Linked DNA regions of Sus scrofa: region 1 is linked to region 2. Evidence: chromatin contacts called from public HiChIP or PLAC-seq data. All regions are on one chromosome and are shown on one strand. Each heading gives the region's core, a stretch centred on a gene start, on an enhancer-like site or on the middle of the called end of the contact. The rest is flanking DNA. Distances are from core to core; before and after follow the strand shown. Region 1 overlaps PDLIM1 (PDZ and LIM domain 1). Region 2 overlaps MYOF (myoferlin).

Region 1 (6,496 bases), core at 772-3,271, 1.9 Mb after region 2:
TTGGAGAGTAGACTTGTGGTTGCCAAGGGAGAGGGAGAGGCAGCAGGATGGACTGGGAGCTTGGGGTTAATAGATGCAGATTACTGCCTTTGGAATGGATAAGCAATGAGGTCCTGCTGTGTAGCACTGGGAACTATGTCTAGCCACTTATGATAGAGCATGATAATGAGAGAAAAAAGAATCTATACATGTATGTGTAACTCGGTCACCATGCTGTACAGTAGAAAACTAACAGAACACTGTAAACCAGCTATAATTGAAAAAAATAAAAATCATTATATATAAAAACAATTTTAAATACAGCTGAATCACTTTGCTGCATAACTGAAACTCACGCAATATTGTAAATCAACTATACTTCATTAAAAAAAAAAAAAAAAAAAAAAAAGAGTGTTGTGGCACAGTGGGTTAAGGATCCTGAATTGTCACTGCAGCAGCTAGGGTTGCTGCTGTGGCACAGGTTTGGTTCCTGGCCTGGGAACTGCCACATGTCACAAGCACAGCCAAAAACTTTTTAAAATAAACAAAGAACTGAGGATTTCAAGCAGGACTTTCCAAGATCATTCAAGTTTGGACCACATGGTATTTTCCAATAAATATGTCACCAACACCTAAAAATCAGGAGATGAAGAGAGACTTTCTGACTGTTTTGATGAAATTAATCATCAGAATTGGGAATCCTAGGCCTGTACATAGTGACTGGCTGGAGCCAAGTGGCTCCCGCTCTGGATGGGCATGCACTGTCCAGCTGCCATGGGCCACTCTGCTCCCCCTGGCTGGGACTCAGCTCTGTCCTTGAGTCTGTATCTCCCTTGCCACCTTTGGGTATATAAGATGGCAACTTGTGACCTAGTCCATCCAGTTTTAACCACAGAGAACTGACCCCATCTCTAACTCTCCAAACTCAAGCCCAGTTCTTTGCCATGGACTGCAGGATTCCCAGTGTTTCTGGATTCATCTTCAAAGAGTTTGGGAGGGAGCCGACACTGGGCCCCTTCTGCTGGAAGATCCAGAGGATTCTTTGGATGAAGACTTAGAGGCAGCTGGGGCCAAGGGAACAGGCCTCCCCAGTCCTGAGCAAGATGCTTCCTTAGATCGGTCCACCTGCAGCCCCTCCTCTCCCCTGGGCAAGGCCACCTCTGTCTCCGCCCAAAATCTGAACCTCTTCCGATGGACAGACGTTTTTATCCTCGTGGACTTCTTTATATGATTTCTACTGGGCCACCCCAAGGGGGAAAAAAGCAAATTCTGCCTCATCAAAACTTCATCCAGAAGTACTTGTCCCAGGAATTCCCGTTGTGGCTCAAGGGTCATGAACTCCACTAGTATCCATGAGGATGTGGGTTCGGTCCCTGGCCTCACTTAGCGGGTCAAGGATCTGGCATTGCCACAAACTGTGGTGTAGGCCGCAGATGCGGCTCAGATCTGGTGTGGCTGTGGCTGCGGTGTAGCCAAACACAGCACTAGGCATTTTACAGGTTACTTCTTATTTTACAACCACCCTACAAGGAAGGTGGTATTGGCCCCTTTTTGGACATGAGGAAAATGGACACAGAAAGAACTGTGCTAAAGTAGACATCTTTCTCCCTGGGCTAGTGGCTGAACCTTCTCCCCGCTGCCTGAATGAGCCTGTCCAGGACTGGCCAGAGCAGAATGCCTGGGCCTACTTACGCTCTGCCATTCGTCTCTTGCCCACTGGCTGCCGTCTTTGACTCCAAGGCACTGTTGAAGCTGGAGATGTTTTCAGAAGAGTAGAGGCCAGCTGGGTTGTTGTACTGGTTTGTGATGATCCTGGGGGAAGCGCTGGAGGCAGGTGAGGCGGTAAAGGGCATGGCACTCCGGTTGTGGGCGCTTCCTATATGTAAGACCTCCTGCAGGCAGAGATCAGAAGAAAAATCAAGGGGGAGTCTGACGTGCAGCTCTCCAGGAACGCTGCAAGCTGAGTGCCAGAGGGAGAAGTGTTTCAATGGGCCATCACTGGCCCTGGCTCAAGGCCCAACTCTAGCAGAAGGGCTCTGACCAACCCGCCAGACACAGGGCAAGACCCAGGATGTTGCACAAGTCGGGCACATTCGGGTTCACCCACCAGCTCTGCCTTCTCATTCTTTTCTGAGGCCCAGAAGAGCCTGATCTCCCGCTGGGTACCCCTGGGCAGGATACCCCTTGATGCCCTGGCCTGTCAGGATGCAAGTCAGAGCTAAAACGCCCTTTCAGGGCACATTCCAGAGGGATTAAGAACCAGGAAGAGAGGAATCGGCATCCCTTCAGTGCAAAGCAGAGGATGATAAAAGGTGGAGATAAATTCCCCAGAACAGAGTGGTTTAGACAAGTAAGATAAGAGGGCTGTGGTGTCACCAGTGAGGCAGCTGCTGACTAGGCAGCCTCTGTCCTCTGGCAGGAGGGGGCTAAGGGGAATTATGGATCTGTTGTTTCTTAATGGGAGAAAGCCAAGGCTAATCAGATGGAAGGCTGAGGGATACCTGTTACAGGGCAGTGCCCAGGGGAGGCTCCTATACTCCCCTCTTTGTGTAATTTGAGCAAGTGTCCTCTACCTCCAAGCTGGACTGCCTAGAGTCGGTGGATAATTATTACATCACCACAGAGCTACTTTATAAACACCCCTCAAAACTTGTTAAATTGACGTTCCCATTTTATTATTTTTTTTAATCAAGGCTTTTCTGATGAGTTGGTTAGTAAGGTGTTCTCTGCTCAGCCACTGTGGATCTACCCTTGGCTCCAAGGCAAGAGCATCCTCTGTGCTGCCCCCTAAACTTGAGGTGCATCCTATTTTCTGGGTTTCCCAGAAATCTTCCTGAACACTGACCTTTTCTTTTTTTTTTTTTTTTCTTTTTTTTTTTTTTTTGGTAATACCCAGGTCCCAAACAACTGCCCCCCAAAGAGTTCCTGTCCTCTGTTGCTCTTCCTTTTTTTTTTTGTTTTCTCTTTCATACTTTCTTAGAAAACACAATGATGAAAACCACCAGCTTAATTCTCTGTGCACTGACTTAAAAGACAACATGAAAACTTGATTATAAGGATTCAGATAGGCTCCCTCTTCAACAAGTTGGAAACACTGAGGGTTAACTATATTACCTTGACATGATTTTGTCCACATGGAACAAAAGCTTAGGACAGTTTGTTCACAAAAGGGGAAGTAAAATTAGTTAAAATAACCTCAGCAGTAATCAAAAAGTGATTAAATAGGTTTTACAATATAACTATCCCAAGGGATAATAAGTGGTTATGAACAGCTGCAGACTTTCAGGGGGTGGCCTGGAACCCCAGGCCCCATAACTACTATGCAGCAGCACAGTGGGACAGATGACAGTGGCAGCCAGGATCACAATTCTTTCCTCGTCTCTCCTTCCCCACAGCAATTCCTAGGAGCAACTTAGGAGGCTGAGCACCAGGGAAGAACCCTTATGTTTCTGTCTTGGCTCATTTTTTTCCCTGTCGCTTCCTGTTCGGCTTTGGGCCAGTTATACTTCCCTCTTCGCCACTGCACAGTGCCTGGCACACAGCAGGCATTCAACGAGTGCCATCCCCTTCATTTTCAGTTAGAATGGAAGTTAATAGAAAATGCAGGTTGGACTAGGAACCATGAGGTTGAGGGTTCGATCCCTGGCCTCGCTCAGCAGATTAGGATCCGGCATTGCCCTGAGTTGGGGTGTAGGTCACATACATGGCTCGGATTCCGTGTTGCTATGGCTGTGGCGTAGGCCGGCAGCTATAGCTCTGATTCAACCCCTAGCCTGGGAACCTCCATATGCCACGGGTGTGGCCCTAAAAAAGCAAAAAAAAAGGAAAGAAAAGAAAGAAAGAAAGAAAATGCAGGTTGGAAATTCTGATCTTCACTTTTATAGAGAATCTCCCAAGAATGTATATGTTTTGTACATAAAAGGGGTATCTCTAATTCCATGTGAATACCAGTCTGTCCAGAAATCAGGCAGTTAACTCAGGGCCTGCCTTTTGGAAGGGATGATGTAATTGTTTGGGCTTTGTATTTATCAGTCTCCAAGGAAACTCAATAATGAGGAAATATAAACTAGGTGTGTAACTACACTGACCTCAGATAAGCTGGGGTGTTGGCTGGCCTTACATGAAGGAACAGATCCTTTAATTATAGATGAACTCTGCTCTTACTCATTCCTCTATTTTAGAATGACTGGAAGTTGAAGATTTTGGAAAAATGAGAGGTGGGAAGTTTTTCATAGGAACAAAGAATTACTAAGAATCAAAAGAAAACTATAGTTAAGTTAGCCGTTAGTGTTTGAGATTTTTTTTTTTTTAATCTGAAGGAAACAGCCTTCAAAATATTAATATAGGTACTCAGATTATATGTTTAAGATGAAAGTTCAAGTATAATACATAGACAAAGTAAGGTAAGTATTGCCTTACTGAAGTGAAAACTTTTTAGAGACCACATTAAAACAAAAATCATTCCTTACAAGTCATAAAACATATGAGCACTTAACACATTAAAACTTAACATTTATAATGGGAATTCCCGTCGTGGCACAGTGGTTAATGAATCCGACTAGGAACCATGAGGTTGCAGGTTCAGTCCCTGCCCTTGCTCAGTGGGTTAAGGATCTGGCGTTGCTGTGAGCTGTGGTGTAGGTCGCAGACACGGCTTGGAACCCCCGTTGCTGTGGCTCTGGTGTAGGCTGGCAGCGACAGCTCCCATTAGACCCCTAGCCTGGGAACCTCCATATGCCGCGGGTGCGGCCCAAAGAAATAGCAAAAAGACAAAAAAAAAACAAAAAACTTAACATTTATAATAAATTTAATGAAGTGATTGAAAACTCCCTGGGAAATTGGAATTGACTGTGGCATGTTTTAAATCAGGTTGCACAAAGGCCAATTTATAGATTGAATGCCATATTTATGAACTTTCCTTAGAGGAACTGTACAGAATAATACAGTCAAGTCAGTTTTGAAATGGCTGATGCAAAATGATCCTTAAAGTGAGTCTTAGGATTCTTAGGTAGGATTTTTATTATATTAATGGGAAAAATTTTGTGTGACTTCATTTCTGACATTTTAATGAAAGCCAACTGAAAGAAGATCACTTATATACAATCATTCAAATCACCCACATTAATTCACCCAGTGAGTTCACTTTCACACAAGTTTGTTTTATGTGTAAAAGGTAAGTAGCTATATGCTATCTCTTGATTATAGCTCAGTACACCATAACAATTAAAATATCCCAAATTTAGAAAAAAAAAATTAAAGTTCAAATGTTCTTTTTTTTTAGGGTCACACCCATGACACGTGGAGGTTCCCAGGCTAGGGGTCAAACTGGAGCTACAGCCACCCCAGAGCAACTCAGGATCTGAGCCACATCGTGTGACCTACACCACAGCTCACAGCAACATCAGATCCTTAACCCACTGAGCAAGGCCAGGGATTGAACCTGCAAATTCATGGTTACTAGCCAGATTTGTTTCTGCTGTGCCACGACGGGAACTCCCCTAAAGTTCAAATCTTCAGTTGGAGCCAAATGTATAAGATTCACAAACCAATCTAAGTTTTCAAAAGCCATTATCAACCTATCTACTAACATACATCTAATAACGCATTAATTTATCTACTAATTTATTCCATACTTTGTGAAAAGTAGCATTATGAGGTGTGAGCAATTTTACACAATGTTTTAAATATCTTTACATTTTCCCCTGTATTTCTAAAGAATATTCATTCACTGTAGATAATTTAGAAGATGTAGTTAAAGAAGAAATAAAATCACTTATAGTTTAAGTATTATGTACAAATATGGAAGCTTAGGACAATCTCTCATCCTAGGAAACTCTATTTGGCCAACAAATTCTGCATTGACCACCACATTTTCCAATACCGCTTCATTTTAGTAATTTTAAGGTCTCACGGGAGTCCCCGCCTTGGCTCAGTGGTTAACCAACCCAAATAGCACCCATAAGGACGCAGGTTTGATCCCTGGCCTCGCACAGTGGGTTAAGGATCTGGTGTTGCCATGAGCAGCGGTGTAGGTTGCAGACAAGGCTCGGATCCTGCATTGCTGTGGGTGTGGCATAGGCTGGCGGCTATGGCTCCAATTAGCCCCCTAGCCTGGGAACCTCCATTTGCCTTGGGTGTGGCCCTAAAAAGACCAAAAAAAAAAATTTAAGGTCTTACTTTAAGGAAACGAGAGATTTCCGTCCTAAGGCTCATGGAAACCAGGGAGTAGGGCACTGGGTCGGGAGGAAGGTAAGGGGGGGGAAACGGGTTGGAGAAGTAGGTTTACTAGTAGAATGTCCCTGCAGCTCCTCTAGCTCTAGGCCTCAGGATCCAAACTTCTGTGCATCCCCAGCATGATTCATTGACGGCTGCCATCCATAACGAGCTGAGTCAGTGCCTTTCTCTGGCTGTGCGGTCCTGCCACCCTGCTCTGCACAGGAAAGCTTCCACCCGCTTCCCGTATCCCCTTCCTACCCGCTGTGTCCAGCCCAGGCCCTGGTGTCACTACCCTGGGGTT
Region 2 (6,489 bases), core at 1,849-4,348:
AGATAGAGCTATGGGTCACTGAAAAGTGGAGCTGGTATTGGGTTTCTTGCCAGAGTCAAGCCCCCTTCCCTTTGTAGCTGCGTATTGGCTTCCATCCACAGTAGGAACTCTGGGAAGGGCCCGGATATGGCAGCTTCCTGGCATCGTGCTTTAAGGCACTAAGTGCTATACTTCAAAGGTTACTTGACCCAGGTCGAGGACACTCAACTGGTCTCTAGCCTCTGGGGTATTCATATCCTGCTATCGTTTCAGCCTTCAGCAAGGATCACAGCATCAATGCCTAACACGTAACCTTAACACATCACCAAGATGGGCATCCTGAGACCTGGCCAGGAATCAGATCTTCAATACGAAAGTGCCCATCTTTGATGTGCACTGAAAGAAACAGACAGTTGACACCCACCTTAAATTCTCCCATCAGACAATCTGCCCGCAAAGAATGGGAATTATAAACCTGGAGGAAAGGAGAACAGTGAAAAGATTATCTCTTCATCTGGCAATGAAATCTGCCTTCCAACCCATGCCCAACCCGTTACCCGAATGCTGATGATCTCATCCATCAATTCAGAAGGAGTCAGGTGGACATTGTAGAAAAACAGCTGTTGAAACAAAAGAGAAAAATGTTTGAATGTCAGCTGGAGTCGACTAAGGTTTAGTGGGGTCTGATGCTACAATCTGAGGGGCTTTCCTAAAAAACACCAGACAATCCCAAATTAGGTGTGACTATTTGAACCCATTGTAGGACCTTGGAAAAGGCCCTGAAATTTAAATGTCATGAACTTCAAGATAAACTCTGAAGGTTGAAAAAAGGGAAAAGTGGCTAAAAAACAACTGTAGGGTTTATTTAACTAAATAAAATTGTATACTTGAGATCAGATATCTAGTAACTGACTAAAGATCTAAGGTTTTTTCATGTCTTAGGACTTGCATGATCTGGAAAGTTGAGGCTCTCTACCATTTTTAATGCTATCATTTCTATCCAATGACTCTAATTTTGTTCTTTTAAACAAAACACCTTTAAAGCCAACTCTTCCCGTTAGATAATGGCAGTGCCTCAGCAGGGTCAGTATGGACCACATTTTAACTCACTGTAACAGCTAAATTTAAGAAGGTCGATTCTTGGAAAATAAAATGGGGGGAGTTCCTGCTGCGACCAAGTGGGTTAAAGGATCCTGCTGTAGCTTGGATTCAATCCCTGGCCCAGAAACTTCCATATGCCATGGGTGTGAGTGGAGTGAGGAAAGAAAGAGAAAGGAAGAAAGGAAGGGAGGGAGGTAGGGAGTTAAAAAGAAGAAAATTGAGTATACCATAAATCTAAAGTTTTAGGTGTCAGTAAACTTTAATGTTAAGAGAGAAAAATGGAGCATTTATTTTTTGGCTGCACCCATGGCATGCAGAAATTCCTGAGCCAGAGATCAAACCTGAGCCACAACAGTGACAACACTGTCTCCTTAACCTTCTGAGCCACCAGGGAACTCCTGAGCATTTATTTAAACTGAGACTCTTTTCTCCCACTTTTTAACTAGAAATATTTCAAGTTTACAGGAAAAAAAAAATTGAAAGACGGCAAATAAACACTCTTTTTCACTTACATTGGCCAATTATTACCATTTTGAGACACTGGCTTTTGGCTTTCTCTCTATCTTTTTTTAACTGAGCTATATGGAAGACGGTTCTAGATAATATAACACTTTATGTCTGAAAAATACATTTGCACATATCTCCTGAGAGCAAGCACATCTCTCTATATAATGACAACACTATTATCACACTCAAGAAATTTAACATAGGAGTTCCCATTGTGGCTCAGCAGGTTATAAACCTGACTAGTATCCATGAGGACACAGGCTCAATCCCTGGCCTTGCTCATTGGGTTAAGAACCCAGCGTTGCCATGGCTGTGGCACAGGCCAGCAGCTGTAGCTCTGATTCGACCCCTAGCCTGGGAACTTCCATATGCTGCACATGGGGCCCTAAAAAGGAAAAAAAGAAATTTAACAAATAAGTCAATTTTCAAAATTCTACAGTTGTCCTGAGAAAATTATTCTTAGATTTTCTTTTTTCAAATCCACTTCAGATCTTACATTGTATCCACTTGTATCCTTTCAGTTTCCTTTTATTTAGAACAGTACTCCCAGCTTAATTTTGTTTATTTCCATCAAGACCAGTTGCTTTGAGGAATCTCACAATCTGGGTTTGCGTCAGTGTTTCCTTACTGTTAGAGCCAAGTTGACTACTGGACAAGAAATGACACAGGTGATGCTGAGTACTTCCATTATCTCACATCAGGTCACACATGTCCATTCGTCCCACTATCGGTGATACTAAGTTTAATCACTTGGTTAAGAAGATGTGAGCAAACTAGGGATTTTTTTAGTAAAATCTTTTTGTTGATTATGAATTGTTCTGTTTAGAGGCTCAGTTATCTGAGTCTTCCCTTTTGCCAAGAAATCGAATCTCGAAAGAATTCAATAAAATAGAAAATTCTGAGGTGGAGATTCCTATCGGTCTTCTCAGAGGGTAGCTGGATAGATATTTGTCCTGCGTTATAAATGCACTGACAGGTCCTATGCCTTAGGCATCAAGTCATCCCGTATCTGTATCTCGTGCTCTGGGCAATCCAGTCTTGCCCTCCAACATGACCCTTTCCTAGCCTTTCCCAAATCCACTTCCCGTGCCCCCACCTCTCCTGTTAGCTTTAAAAAAGTTTTTTATTATAGTTGATTTACGATGTTCTGTCAATTGCTGCTACACAGCAAAGTGACCCAGTTTATACACACACACACACACACACATTCTTTTTCTCATATCATCTTCCATATATTCTATCCCAAGTGATTGGATGTAGCTCCCTGTGCTATACAGCAGGACCTCATTTTCCAGTCAGCTTTGACACTACTTCCCTGGGCTGTCATTGGCGATTGATCTAAGGAGAAGTTACAAACGGGAAGAAGATGGGGCCTCTAAAAGCTGGTGGCCAGTTTGAACAAAGGGAAAGAAACAGGAACATCACACAAAAAAACCCAGCTCCTTGTGTGAATAGAGGTCAGAAAACAGAACCAACACCAGAGGCAGGGCTGGGATGACAAGCTGTAAGGAACCCAGACGAACTGTGAGAGGAAACTGCAGTAGGAAAGGCCTGGGCTCAGAGAACAGAGCATGAGGCCTGGGAATGCTCAGAAATGCATCTCCTCACAGAGTAAGACTGGTCTATGAGAAAGTGCCCAAACTTATCATTTCTCTTCACAGCCCTAATCATGGAGTTCCGTGGTACTGAAAACAACTGTCAAGGTACTCAGTATTTTTGAAGAGTGCTGCAGAAGTCAATAGAACAGGCTATATTCTCTGTATGGAGAGAAAAAAACCCTTTTTGCCCATAATTGTTTTTTTTTTAAAAAAAAACCTATGCTATTTTTATAGGCAAATAGGTTTTGACACTTTAAAAAAGTTGGGTTACTTGGTCACACCGAGTCCTCCATCAGAGACACCTGCTAATTAAGGAGCAAAGGCAGATGTAAGTGCTTCATGTGCTCCATTTTAAGGGACACGAGAACATGAGAGGAAGGGCTGTGTCCTGATTTTGTTGCAAAACCACCAGAAAGACACCAGCAGCTCCAGGAACCAATGATGAAAGAGGCCCTGTGACTTCAAGATCCAGTGGTTCTTAGTGCAGAAGTTTTGCTGGAAGTTTGTTAAGTCTGTACACGTGTTCCCCTCCCATGTGTGGAAGCCAGGAAGGTGCGTATAAATAAAACCGACTCACAGAACAGGATGTGCATTCGCCCGTTTACCTCATCAAAAAAAGGATTGTTCCCTCGCTTGATTCTTGTTCGGTGTGTCTGACCACAGACGTGGACTTTGACCACAGGTCTGATGTTGTTGCCACTTAATTGCCGGCCCTCGATCACTCGGACACGGATCTGCAAGCACAGAAGGGGAGTTGTCACTGATCCTGTCTGAGCACGACAGGTAAGAGAATCCTCGGGTGTTGCCTCTGCTTGTTCACCTGTAACGACTACTGCTCAGGCCAGCCAGCTTTGCAATGTTTCGGACTGGGAGAGGCCACCTATGCTCATTCCAAGCTGGGAACTGGGGTGGGGCTGCCAAAACCAAGATCAGGAGTGGGGCTGCAATACACCACAGCTGGCCTAGGAAAGCACAGAACAGGGCAGAGGCCATAGCTCAGACTCTGGCCTCCTACCAGGTCTTCCTGGATCCGTAGAGGTACCAACTCACTGCATGGCTGTTTCCTACGGACGTGGCCAGAGCTGTGAAAAATGCCATACCTGTGCTTCTATTCTTGGATGAGCTCTTCCTACCACTAGAGGGGATTTTAGTTCATGGAAGAGCCTCATCTGGATTGACTACATCTGCTGCTGCACGCAGAAGAAAGATGGGGAGCTCTTCCTATTGGGTTGATGCCCTGATGTCCTTTTTTACTAGTTGTATCACCGCCCACAGGCAGTGGCTCCTCCCAGCAACACCACAATTGCCAGAAGCTGGACAACACAGTGGTGCAAAGCAGGGGGGGTGGGGGTTCTGCCATCCCTACCTGGAAGTCCTGTGGCTTGTTAGACAGCATCCGCCGGCTGCTCCTCCCTTTGGTGAGCCTCCGGGCAAGGTGAGCTTCCGACGCCATCCCTCCTGGGCCCTTGGGTCCGGGGACCTTGATGGTATTGTCCAACTCCTCCTCGTCACCGCCATCTTCCTCCTCTTCTCCTAAAACCCCAAAAAGGGATCCAGTCAGAGATGGCCCTCACCCTGTACCTATCTGAACACTTCAGAGAATTTTCCGTGTTCCCGAGGCGGCAGGTGAAGGAGACACCTTTTGGTGACACAGACTTGGGAGGGGTTGTGACTCGGGTATAGATCTTTAGGAAGATGTGTTCCCACGCATCTGGGCACTCATTCCAGCTGTCTCCAAGGTGACCCGGAGAACGTCAAAGGCGTGAGGACAGTGAGAAGAGGAGATGGCGCAAATGAAGGGACCCTGCCAGAAATTCCTCGGATCTGACCTGGAAACCCACCCCGAGCTGAGGTCAGGGGCCTTTCCATGGTTAGGACAGTGAGGTAGAGAAAAGCTGGGGAAAACTGGAGTCTTGCAGGGAGACTTCAACTCCAGCCTTCTTACCGCAGGTCTTTTCCATAGATTTTTTTTTAACTGTTGAGGGTTTGTCTGCTTTCACCCTGAGCCTCATGATCATGAGTGCCTTCTCCACGGGGACCTCACGGCAGATGAGAAACTCACCAAGCAGACTGCGGTGGTCATCATGCTGTCTCCCTTTATCCACTGGTTGTCACCTCCACACACATCTATCCCCTCATTTATCTCCTTAACTTTCCTTCACACTCAGGGGAAAAGACATTTTCTGCTCAGTAGAGCAAACTCCCTCCCCATGCCTGAGATCCCACTTCCTTCTGATTCTTTGGAGGAACCTATAAATGTCCCTCCACTTCAAGTACATCTGGTGGCTCTTTCCCCATAGAGACCTTCCTGCTGCCTTCACATATGTACAGATAAAATCATCTAAAACTCATCTTTGCCTTCTATCTCTCCTCTCTTATTCAGAAACTCTTTAAAACTCAGTGACAAACTTCTGTAATACTTTTTTTGTAATAGACAAAAGGTTTGAACTCCTAGTAATTTGTACAATATATTTTAAGAGAGACTAGAAAACTAACCTCCTTGTCCAAAAAATACCAGCACCTGCACTCCCTACCTTTGGATCCTGAACCTCCTCCTTTACAATGCAAAGTCATATAAAAGATTTAATTTCCATAGGGAATCATCTGTCAGTCACTCACATCATAGTATGAATTAGTTCCATCAGCCTGCCTTGCAGCCTGGCTCCAACATAGCCCTGAAGCCATGTTGCTTGGGTTTGAATCTCAGTTTTGAGTTAAGTCTTTTAATTTCTGTTTCAGTTCCACCACAAGGAAGTAAAAGGTTCCCCGAAGTTCTGCTTCAGACTTTAGCCCAGGAAGACCCCTCCTCCTACAACCACTCCATTCATGCTCAGCCCATCCAAGCCTGGCTCCTATTCTGCAAAGGTCAACCATGGACCTATTCTTGCTAAGCTCAGAGCCCTTTTCTGAACCTTATGCTCCACCTTCCATGGCATTGGACAATGGGGCCCACACATACCTCTCTGAATTGTGCAGCTCTCCTCCTGGGACTCCAACTACATCTTTTCAGTGTCTTCCGAGGCCACCCCTTTTGTCTCCTATTCATCAAGTGTGCCTTCCTGCTCTGTTTCTCAGCCCTCTGCTCCTCTGGCCCAGTGTTCTCTGGAACCACACTTCACAGTCTTTCAAGGAGTCATAGGCCCACAGAATGTTGGACTAGAAAGGACCTTAGAGAGCCTCAGTCCAACCTGCCCCCAATCCCATTTTACAGGTAGAAAAACTGAGGTCCAAGAAGGTGAAGCAACTTGTTAGGTTATTAGGAGCTGAGCTGAAACCAGGACCATGTCTTCACCGTCCCTCAGTA

Evidence for each region. HiChIP or PLAC-seq counts read pairs in DNA pulled down with a chosen protein or histone mark.
Region 1: a contact with region 2 is called in an H3K27ac HiChIP or PLAC-seq map of alveolar macrophages. The contact joins two enhancer-like sites. A contact is called at or near these places in 1 of 47 Hi-C or Micro-C datasets (embryonic fibroblasts) and 1 of 2 datasets of contacts at active chromatin or transcription factors (alveolar macrophages).

What each region holds. Positions count from the first base shown.
Region 1 is chr14:106,766,475-106,772,970 of Sscrofa11.1, forward strand. It overlaps PDLIM1 (PDZ and LIM domain 1), which reads right to left. Exons shown (of 7, transcript NM_001315778.1): 4 at 1,672-1,871. Among named protein-coding and RNA genes, the nearest start is that of PDLIM1, 24 kb to the right of the region's middle. Within about 2 kb of position 2,022, at least 25 of the 83 cell types and tissues checked have an H3K27ac peak or open chromatin away from gene starts, as enhancers often do. A contact at or near this core is called in alveolar macrophages, where this site is marked.
Region 2 is chr14:104,878,348-104,884,836 of Sscrofa11.1, forward strand. MYOF (myoferlin) reads right to left here. Exons shown (of 54, transcript XM_021073854.1): 6 at 4,552-4,718; 7 at 3,791-3,919; 8 at 537-599; 9 at 404-454. Among named protein-coding and RNA genes, the nearest start is that of MYOF, 60 kb to the right of the region's middle. Within about 2 kb of position 3,099, at least 11 of the 83 cell types and tissues checked have an H3K27ac peak or open chromatin away from gene starts, as enhancers often do. A contact at or near this core is called in alveolar macrophages, where this site is marked.